2 separate regions of the Zea mays genome follow, and region 2 is linked to region 1. A link is a contact called in public Hi-C data. All regions are on one chromosome and are shown on one strand. The core of a region is the stretch at or near the end of the contact, and the rest is flanking DNA. Distances in the headings are between cores, read along the strand shown.

Evidence for each region. A called contact is a pair of places that touch in the nucleus more often than the background predicts.
Region 2: a Hi-C map of tassel shows a contact between it and region 1, with 3 times the contacts expected there. The contact joins the enhancer-like site here to the promoter of LOC100278282 in region 1. A contact is called at or near these places in 4 of 25 Hi-C or Micro-C datasets (ear, leaf and tassel).

What each region holds. Positions count from the first base shown.
Region 1 is chr2:215,955,875-215,960,195 of Zm-B73-REFERENCE-NAM-5.0, forward strand. LOC100278282 (WPP domain-containing protein 2) reads left to right here and starts at 2,165. Exons shown (of 1, transcript NM_001151608.2): 1 at 2,165-3,094. The coding sequence starts at 2,296. The coding sequence ends at 2,820.
Region 2 is chr2:216,065,082-216,069,402 of Zm-B73-REFERENCE-NAM-5.0, forward strand. It overlaps LOC103647807 (formin-like protein 5), which reads right to left. Exons shown (of 19, transcript XM_008672315.4): 16 at 4,140-4,282; 17 at 3,804-4,060; 18 at 3,646-3,729; 19 at 2,840-3,373. The coding sequence ends at 3,971. Among protein-coding and RNA genes, the nearest start is that of LOC103647807, 14 kb to the right of the region's middle. Within about 2 kb of position 2,545, at least 12 of the 20 cell types and tissues checked have an H3K27ac peak or open chromatin away from gene starts, as enhancers often do. A contact at or near this core is called in ear and tassel, where this site is marked.

The DNA.
Region 1 (4,321 bases), core at 915-3,414:
ACCTATACAGTGTATTTTTTGAACTCTCTCCTAGTAATTATTAGCCAGAGCTCTTGCCATTTCATTCAAAAAAGAAAAAGAAAAATCGCCAAGTCAATATGAAACGCTAAGTAAGGATTTGACACATTGTTAGTCCTTGTTCCATGCACAAATCAGATCAATCGGCTCGAATGACAACTCATAAGTCCTTGTTCAATGCACCAAGCCACAAACTCCTATCGTCGGCACGCTTCACCAATAGCCTTGAAAAGTCACAACGGGTCATTTATACGGAACAAAAAATGACACACGGGGAGATATTTACTGAGAGAGAACTATCTCACTTTACCAGGCAATGATCCCTTCCAAGAGAGGCCATATGTAACTAACCCTTTCCTTGGTCTATAAAAGGAGGGTCGGCCCGACAAAAAAGCGGGACAAAACGAAGAACCATATGTTGACGCGTATGATGCTTCAAATGGCTGGATGGAGCCATGGAAGCCAGGCTCGACGTAGCGGTTGTAGCCGACAGGAGGACGCGCGGACTCCGACTCGGACGACTCTACCACCTCCTTTTGTAGCTGCGGGTCCTCCTTGGCAGAGGGAGCTTCGACTAGGTGATTCTGGATGTCGTCGCGGTAGGCACGGCAAGGGTCGATGTCTGCTCGTAGCTTGTGTGCGTGGATCGTGCCAAAGATTTGCGATGAGACCTGGTCCGGTAGTGAGAGCGGGCTGCGACCGATCCCTGCCACCCGACAGGTTCACCCATGTTCGTGTGCGCGCACGCGAAGGTGAAGTTGTCGACGAACTCGTTGGTGGGCTCGATGTAATCCGGTGCGGATCTGTCGTCGGAGGAAGTGCACGCGTACAGGGGCGGACTCACCACCCAGGCACCGCAGGCGGTGGCCTGGGCTGGCTCGCCGGCTGCAATGGAGGGCAATGCGCGAGCACAGTGCACGGAAGCAAGCAGCACGTGGCACGAGCACAGGCGTGGGGATCACACCGTATTCTCGCCTAGGCTGTCATCAGTTCCTGGGTCCGTCACTGCACGCGTATGCAGACTGTTCGCCCCAGTGGCCAGCCAACGCGCTTGTAAAGCGCGCCTTCATGCGTGCCAGTTCGTCGAGAATACACTGCATCGCCTCCATGGAATCCTAGTTTGCTACCAAATGTTAGCAACCGATCGAGGGAACCGGAGAGAGCGAGAGGGACGAGGACGCAACTCCTCCCCACCGAGGCATTACCGTGCTAAAAAACAAGTCTTCAGCTCCATCGTCTCCAAAGCCTGCCTATGCACGCTGCCGCCTGCCGGTCTATCTAGTCTAGCCCAAGGCCGACCCGAAGAGAGCGTGGCTGCTTGCACCATGCCACCATGGCACCCGCGTGCGTGGAACAAAGCTGTGACTTGTTTTTGAACACGGTAATCTGGACCGTTGAGTCATCACATCGCTTTGCTGAATCTGATGCTCCTTGAGCTCGTTGTGTTGCTTCGAACTTGGACGTGGCTGCACTTGTGTTTGCACTTTGCACAGCATAGTTACGTTATGACTTTCTGAACTGTGTTTGGAAGTTTGGTATTTTTGTAGTTTTAAAACAATACTATGATATTTGATAATACCTTGGTATGGGAAGAAATGTGTTTAGTTGGTACAGGTAAAATACAGTTTTAAATATCATGGTTTATCTAAAAACCATGATATTTTTAGAGTTTTGGAAACTCCACTCAGGATCTCAGTTTTCTATACTTTGGTTTTTTAATACAACCAAACATATCTTGGCTTTAAGTAATATCGTAGTTTTATTGTGGTAAAACAATACAATAATATCTGTGCCATGTACGGTTATAAACTAGGGTATTTTAAAACTATACTCCTGGAAAGAAGTATTTGAAGTGTGTTGCGTAACACATCTCCTGGAAAGTAGGCCCTTGAGAAACGTACAAAGAAAGTGGAAACTGTGGGCCGGAAAAACGAAAAAACCGAACCCAGCCCAATAGGCGACTAGGCTTCCATCGCTCAAGATGATATAGTCCAGCCTGGTTACACAAAGAGGGCCAGCCGATGGCGAGAAACCCACCAGCCGCGCGTGCGGACCCACGTGTCGTTGCCCTCCCGTCCAGACTCCCGAGCATCTAGAACTGGAGCCGAACCAAACAAAACCCCACCTGCAAGTCTCGCTGCAGCCCCACACGCACTGACCCACACCCCCCGCACCGCTCTCTCCCCACCCAGGCACCCAGCCTCCACGCCACAGATCTCTCTCCCTTTCCCCCCTCTCTCTCTCTCCGAACTCTACCCCGCAGTCTCGGCCGCGGCCATGGCGGAGGACGCCCCCAACGCCGTCGCCGAGGGCAGCCAGCCCGCGGCCTCCGAGGGATCCGCCGACGCCGCCCTGCCGGCTGCCGCGGGCGCCAAGGCCGCGGAGGCGCTGCTCCCGTCGCTCAGTATCTGGCCGCCGTCGCAGCGCACGCGCGACGCCGTGGTGCGCCGCCTCGTGCAGACGCTCGCGGCGCCCAGCGTCCTCTCCCAGCGCTACGGTGCCGTCCCGGAGCCCGAGGCCGAGCGCGCCGCCGTGGCCGTCGAGGCCGAGGCCTTCGCCGCCGCCTCCAAGTCCGCCGCCGCCGCCGCCGAGTGCCCGGCCTCCGTCGAGGAGGGGATAGAGGTGCTCCAGGCCTACTCCAAGGAGGTCAGCCGCCGCCTCCTCGAGCTCGCCAAGACCCGGTCCGCCGCTGCTGCGGCGGCGCCCGCGCCCGCCGAGGGGAGCGCGCAGGCGCAGGAGTCCGCGGAGGCCTCGTCGGCGACTGCTCCACCTACCGAGGAGGCTGCCGTAAACGAGGAGTAAGGCGTCGGACCGCGCTTTGATCCACCGACAATTGCTGTTATTTTGGCATTTCGTCGGAATGTTATTTATCGTCCCCCCTGCCTATGTTTACTAGTACATCATTATCTATCTATCTATTAGAGATGAGATGCTTGTGACAAGAGGGACTGATGTTTGTTTCATGGATATGATATTCTCGAATATTTATCGCTAGTTTATTTTTAACTAAACCGTGACAATAAAAAAACGGAGGGAGTAATATTGAATTATTATATATCAACCGTGCATCCTTTCGACGAGCTAATTGTTCTTGTTTTCTTATGGTTGCAAGGTGGTTAACACTAAGATTATTGAACTGTGTTACTTGGGCTTGTGAGAGGATTGTTTTCGTGATCACTGAATAACCACCCATGTATGCTGAACTCTCTCTATCTATACAATCTAACGTGGACCCATCGTGCTACTACGGCTTTAGCCTTCTCAATTCCCATGCCCAAGTGTCCGCAAAAATAGTGCAAAACGAGCACTTAAACCCACGCCCCTCTGCTCTAGAAATTTGGGGCTAACTATATTTATAGTCTAGGTGCTGCTTTCCACGCTCTTCCGCCTTGTGTCAACGCACAGACACATACCTAGTACTATTTATGCATTAATCATGCAACAGTGCAGTTCTAGAGAAATTTCGAAATATGTTAAATCATCTCTAGTAAATTAGACATGCTTGCTGATGGTGTTAGAACCGTATTGTTTGATCTAGGACAACAGACAGCAGCTGGCATTTTTCAATGAAGAATACCAAACTGCAAGGACAATGGTTGATAGTCTAAGCAAAGGATACCACATTCAAATCTCTTTGCAACACCAACCACATCTCTTCAATTATACAGGTGTGACAGCCACCTTTAATTATATGCAGACCTTAACTTCGATTCTCCATAATTCTGATTTTAGAGTGCATACATATATCCGGGTAAATTGAAGCTAAAAGGCAAACTTGGTTGGTCACACCTAACTAGATGAAAACTGCAGGTTGTCGATTTTCCACAGTTGAGATTTCGGATTGCATATTTGCATATGTATAATTGAAGTTTGAACTTAAAAGGCAGCCCTGGTTGGTCACGCGTCACTGTGAAAACTACAGGCTGTCCATACCACCTTTTTATTTTATTTTGTGAACATCATTTGGTGCCATCTGTAGAAAAACCTCATACTCATCCTGAATTATCAATTTGGACCAGCAAAATCTATGCCTACCTGTTTTTTTTTTGGCAACTAGTACATGTTAGTCCTTATAAAAAATAACCAATGATATAGACATTATGTTTTTGAAAAATATTTCCAAGCAGCTGTGCAGTTATCGTGAAAAAAATTGGGTATCAACTGTATAGACATGATTGTTATGTAGCAAATTCTCACTCGCATGTATTAGATATTTGAATCAACATAAGTTGGAGTTATAATAAATATTTGTTTAGGCTTATTCGTTTTCCAGTTTCCTGACATTTTGATTTGGTAGCCAATA
Region 2 (4,321 bases), core at 1,295-3,794, 110 kb after region 1:
CAATTACTGTCTAGCATGATAATTGTTGTTCATTTTTTATGCATAGTACCAATTTAATGAAATAGTATAACCTGCAAATTTTCTTTAATATTCAATGACATTCTCATGGCATGGCTTGAATCTTTATTCTTCACAATTTACCAAGGTATGCATACTTTAACTCTTTAATCAATTACACCAAACACAGGACCAGATCTTAGGGTGAAACAAAAATAGTTAAACTGACCTTACCATGCTATGACCAACATGAGTCCATTCTCTCCCAAGGTCTTATTGTTTGGTTTAGAGTGCTGATAAATTTTTGGTGCTTCTCCCTGTAATCAGTAATAGCATACTAAAAGTACCTTTGAACTAGAAACCTTATGATATTATTTTTCCACAATAAATTCTTAGTGCTTCTCCCTGTATATCAGAGGTTATAATCACTCCTGAGCACAACGAAGAAGGTATTTACACGGTCAGATTCTACATTCAGGTATTTATTGTTTAAACCATTTGACCGATAAGTTTGAGGCTGCTTCTGATGAAACATTTCCTATAAGCTTGATGAAACATATGTTGATAAAGCTTTGTTTCTTAACATGTCCAGCGAAGCTTTCTTTCTTAACATGTTGCTATTGTGTCCAGCGAAGATGCAGGCTATCTGCTGCTAATGTTGCTGCCGAAGAAATGAACTTCGTACTTTTATGTAGAGGCAACACTTACTAATATGATGCTCGAATTTGCGATGAACGATGTGTGTGTGCTATTTTTGGACCACTGGTATTTAAAACTGACAACCATGAAGTTTTGGTACACATGAATCCCAAGCACTTTGTGTAACATATGGCTAAACACAACATTGATGCCTGATTTGTGATCCAGCTGATTTTGATGTTAATTTATTATACATGTATATATCTTTGCAATGACTTCTTATGTATATGGTTATATTGCAAATACTATTGTCTCTTTACTGTCTCCCGATAGGGCGCCCGAATGGGTGCCTCCTCTTCTAGTTTACTTGATGAACCAAGTAAATTCCTACGGGTAGATCTGCTTACCTTGTTTGAAGGGGCAACGGATAGGATCCTCGCCAAAATGCTTGATCATCGCGTCAGCCTTTTTACCCTGGAACCAAGTTTAAATTCAATTATTCAACCAACAAGAAATGAAGGGCACATTGCATGTGAACTATGAGCACGGATAAAGAAAGCATACCACTTCGGAAAACAATGAAGATAACGATTCCAGCATTGTCGGTGAACTCTTTCAGTTTCTACACAACGCAACTAATGCCCGTTTAGAAGCAATTGAGATACCGAGACACTCAATTATCATACAGTTTCATAAGAACACAATGAAACTTCACAATGTCAGTTTCAGCATCTAAGATAGATTAAACTGTGTATACCTTTCTTTTCGAACAAGCACAAAAAAAGAAAAGTTTACCTATCTACATGAACTACTCACATGTATTTTAGCTTGTTTGTTGTTTTTGAACTTGCTGGTTTTGCCCACTTAAAATTAATGAAATCTTATATGAAGGCTCTAAGAAGTCCATGCAGCACAGGGAATTCTTCAAACAACTAGGTCCAAAAGGACACAATTTTTAAGAAAAATACTTCCATTTGCGCAATGGAAGGTTGTGGTTTTCACTTAAACTTACTAGCTAGAAAACATACCAATGTTTCTTTTTTTCTCGAAATCACATGAGTTGTGCTTCATTATATCAATATTTTTTTCTCGAACCTTCTCCATCCCTTTACTAACCCTGAGGCAGACAGTTCACGCCCGAGGCAGTCACAACTCACCCGAGGCAGTCACGACTCGCCCGAGCACATCACCGACTCACCCAAGCGCAGTTCTGACTCGCCTGAGCACGTGTTGGGTGACTGTTCGGTGAGGCCGAGGCTAGCCCAAGTTTGGCCAACTTAGCCAAACTTCTTCACTGCTTTTTGGCTCGACTTGAGAAGTTCCCTAGCCCTTAGATGAATATTGTTAGCACCTAAAACAAATGACCAAGTGCTAGAAACATATATTTGCTTCAATTTTCTTTCGAAACACCCGTGCTCATGCTCATAAGAGGAATGTTAGTTCTTAGTAATGTGTTGAACATTTAATCACCAAAATAACTGAAAATGAGCCAAAAGCACATTTTCCTTTCACTTTCATGTCGCAAGAAAGGTTGCTTGGGAGCTGCTAAGAGTTGTGAAAGGGGTGTGAATTAGTAGCGTAATCTAGATAAAGTCTAATAAGTTTTGTTATACACGTACTTAGCTGATGATGATATCAGCGAGAATAAGTGCTTGTTTGGAAGCACATGAGTTTCTAATGAACCAGTTTTATCTCCGGTTTTTAGAAAAAGGAAAGATGACGACGGAGATAAACCCTATACCCAAAACCGAACAAAGCCAGAATGATGTCTACGCAATCAGCAGCCATCAGCCGCACGGAGATTTGCTATTCTTGCTACTGTTGTACGCGTGGAGAGGAGAGCACACCTATACTATACTGTCGTCCAACTTACCTGCTTGCCGGACGGCACACTGGGCTCACCCCACTCCACAACCTTCTTTTCTAGCGCCTCAGTCTCATTTCCTAGCCTCTTTGAAGCCATATAATAAAGCAACGTTACAACCGACCGACCGCAGTTCCAGATCCAGTCCTTGGCGTACAAGAAATTGAAACTCATAAGGCCTTGTTCGGTTACATGGGATATAATCCCACCATGGATTTAATCCGGATATGGATTGGGTGAATCCATATCTCACACCCAATCCCATGGTGGGATTAAATCCATCAACAAATCCATGTGACTTTCAAAGCTAGTTATTCTTTTGATCCATGGATTCTAATGTAAACTTGTGCAATATCTCATGGATTTGTTCCATACCTAATGGGCTATGGATAGAATCCATGTCTTCCATAGTTTAAAAAATTCCTAAACCTTTGGTTTATATTCCATGATGGGTTTAACCGAACAAAAAAAATTAAGTAGTCATGGATTATTTTGGGGCATGGATTGAGGTATGGATTTAATTCCAATCCATGCTAATCCAGAGCGGGATTGGTGTAAACGAACAAAGCCTAACTAGGAATCGTCCTACCTCGATCAAGGCACAGATCTATATAAACAAACTAAAATGAAGCTGAAAAACCGCTGGCAGCTTTGTTGATGCCAAGACCTTGATCAATCCTCAATTCGTGGCTCATCAATTCGTGCCACGGTGAGAGAGGAGTCTGTCAGTGGCGGCGACGTGGATCAGGACAGGAGGACACCGCGGCAACTGACAGGTAGGACCGTAGGACACGGCACCGCCGCCGCTTCGTCCTTTCTGGCCTCCTCCAGATCCCTGATGAATTGGCTACGCTGGGTGTGACGACGCATTCGCTGCATCGTGATCATAGAAATTAGAAAGTGAGAATATACTCAGTACAAAACTTTACATCTAAACTACGGGCTGAGCTTTACATCTCATATTTACTCCTGATAGGCTGATACTCCTACATTATATCCATACATTTTCTACCCTAATGCCTATTTTTTACAATTTCCCACCAAAACACCAGTCTGTACTATTACTTGACCACCGTTGTTAGAAAGAATGGACAATTAACATGAAAAAACAAAAGAAAGAATGGAGTTAGCGTCAGTGTTAGCACCTCTTTACAGCAGTCAGAAGTTAGCACTGGACCCTGATGGACGATATGGATAAAAAAAGAAGCCGGCATTCTCCAGTGAGAGTCCTGTAATAATAAACTAGTTAGTAATTTGAAGAAAACGATTTCGATGTGTTGGAAGAGATGCCAGCACAAAATACCGCAGCTGGTATCATGTAAAGTTTCTTTGATGCGATCGCGCTGCACCCGACGGATGCCACGGCGTCCGTCCACGAAACTCCCCTTGCCAGAAATGCATCATGCGGTCGTTCATTTGCCTCGCAAGCAGATCAGAAGCACAGCCACAATAGCCGGCCATTCGGGATAATCACCCAGCATCTCTTCCTCGTCTGCTTACAGATCTTGTCCTCTCTATGGCTTGCTTAGCTTGTCGGCTTGGATTTGATGATTTAGAGTGCTGCGGACAGTATTTAAAACCCATAAATATAATGGCTTATGAAGTTCATAAAAAATGCGAAGTATAAGAAAGAAAATACATTTTTGCCAGTTAATTGTGCGTTTTTGGCCTTCTCTGCTTCTGCCTCTTTTTCAGCTTTTTTCTTCTCAAGTTCAGCTTGCTTCAGGTTCTCCTCATGTGCTTTTCGAAATGTTGTTACAAAAGTTAAGAGGGTGGAGATCACTGCAGAAAAATAGTCACCGCAGGGATCAAATATTTACT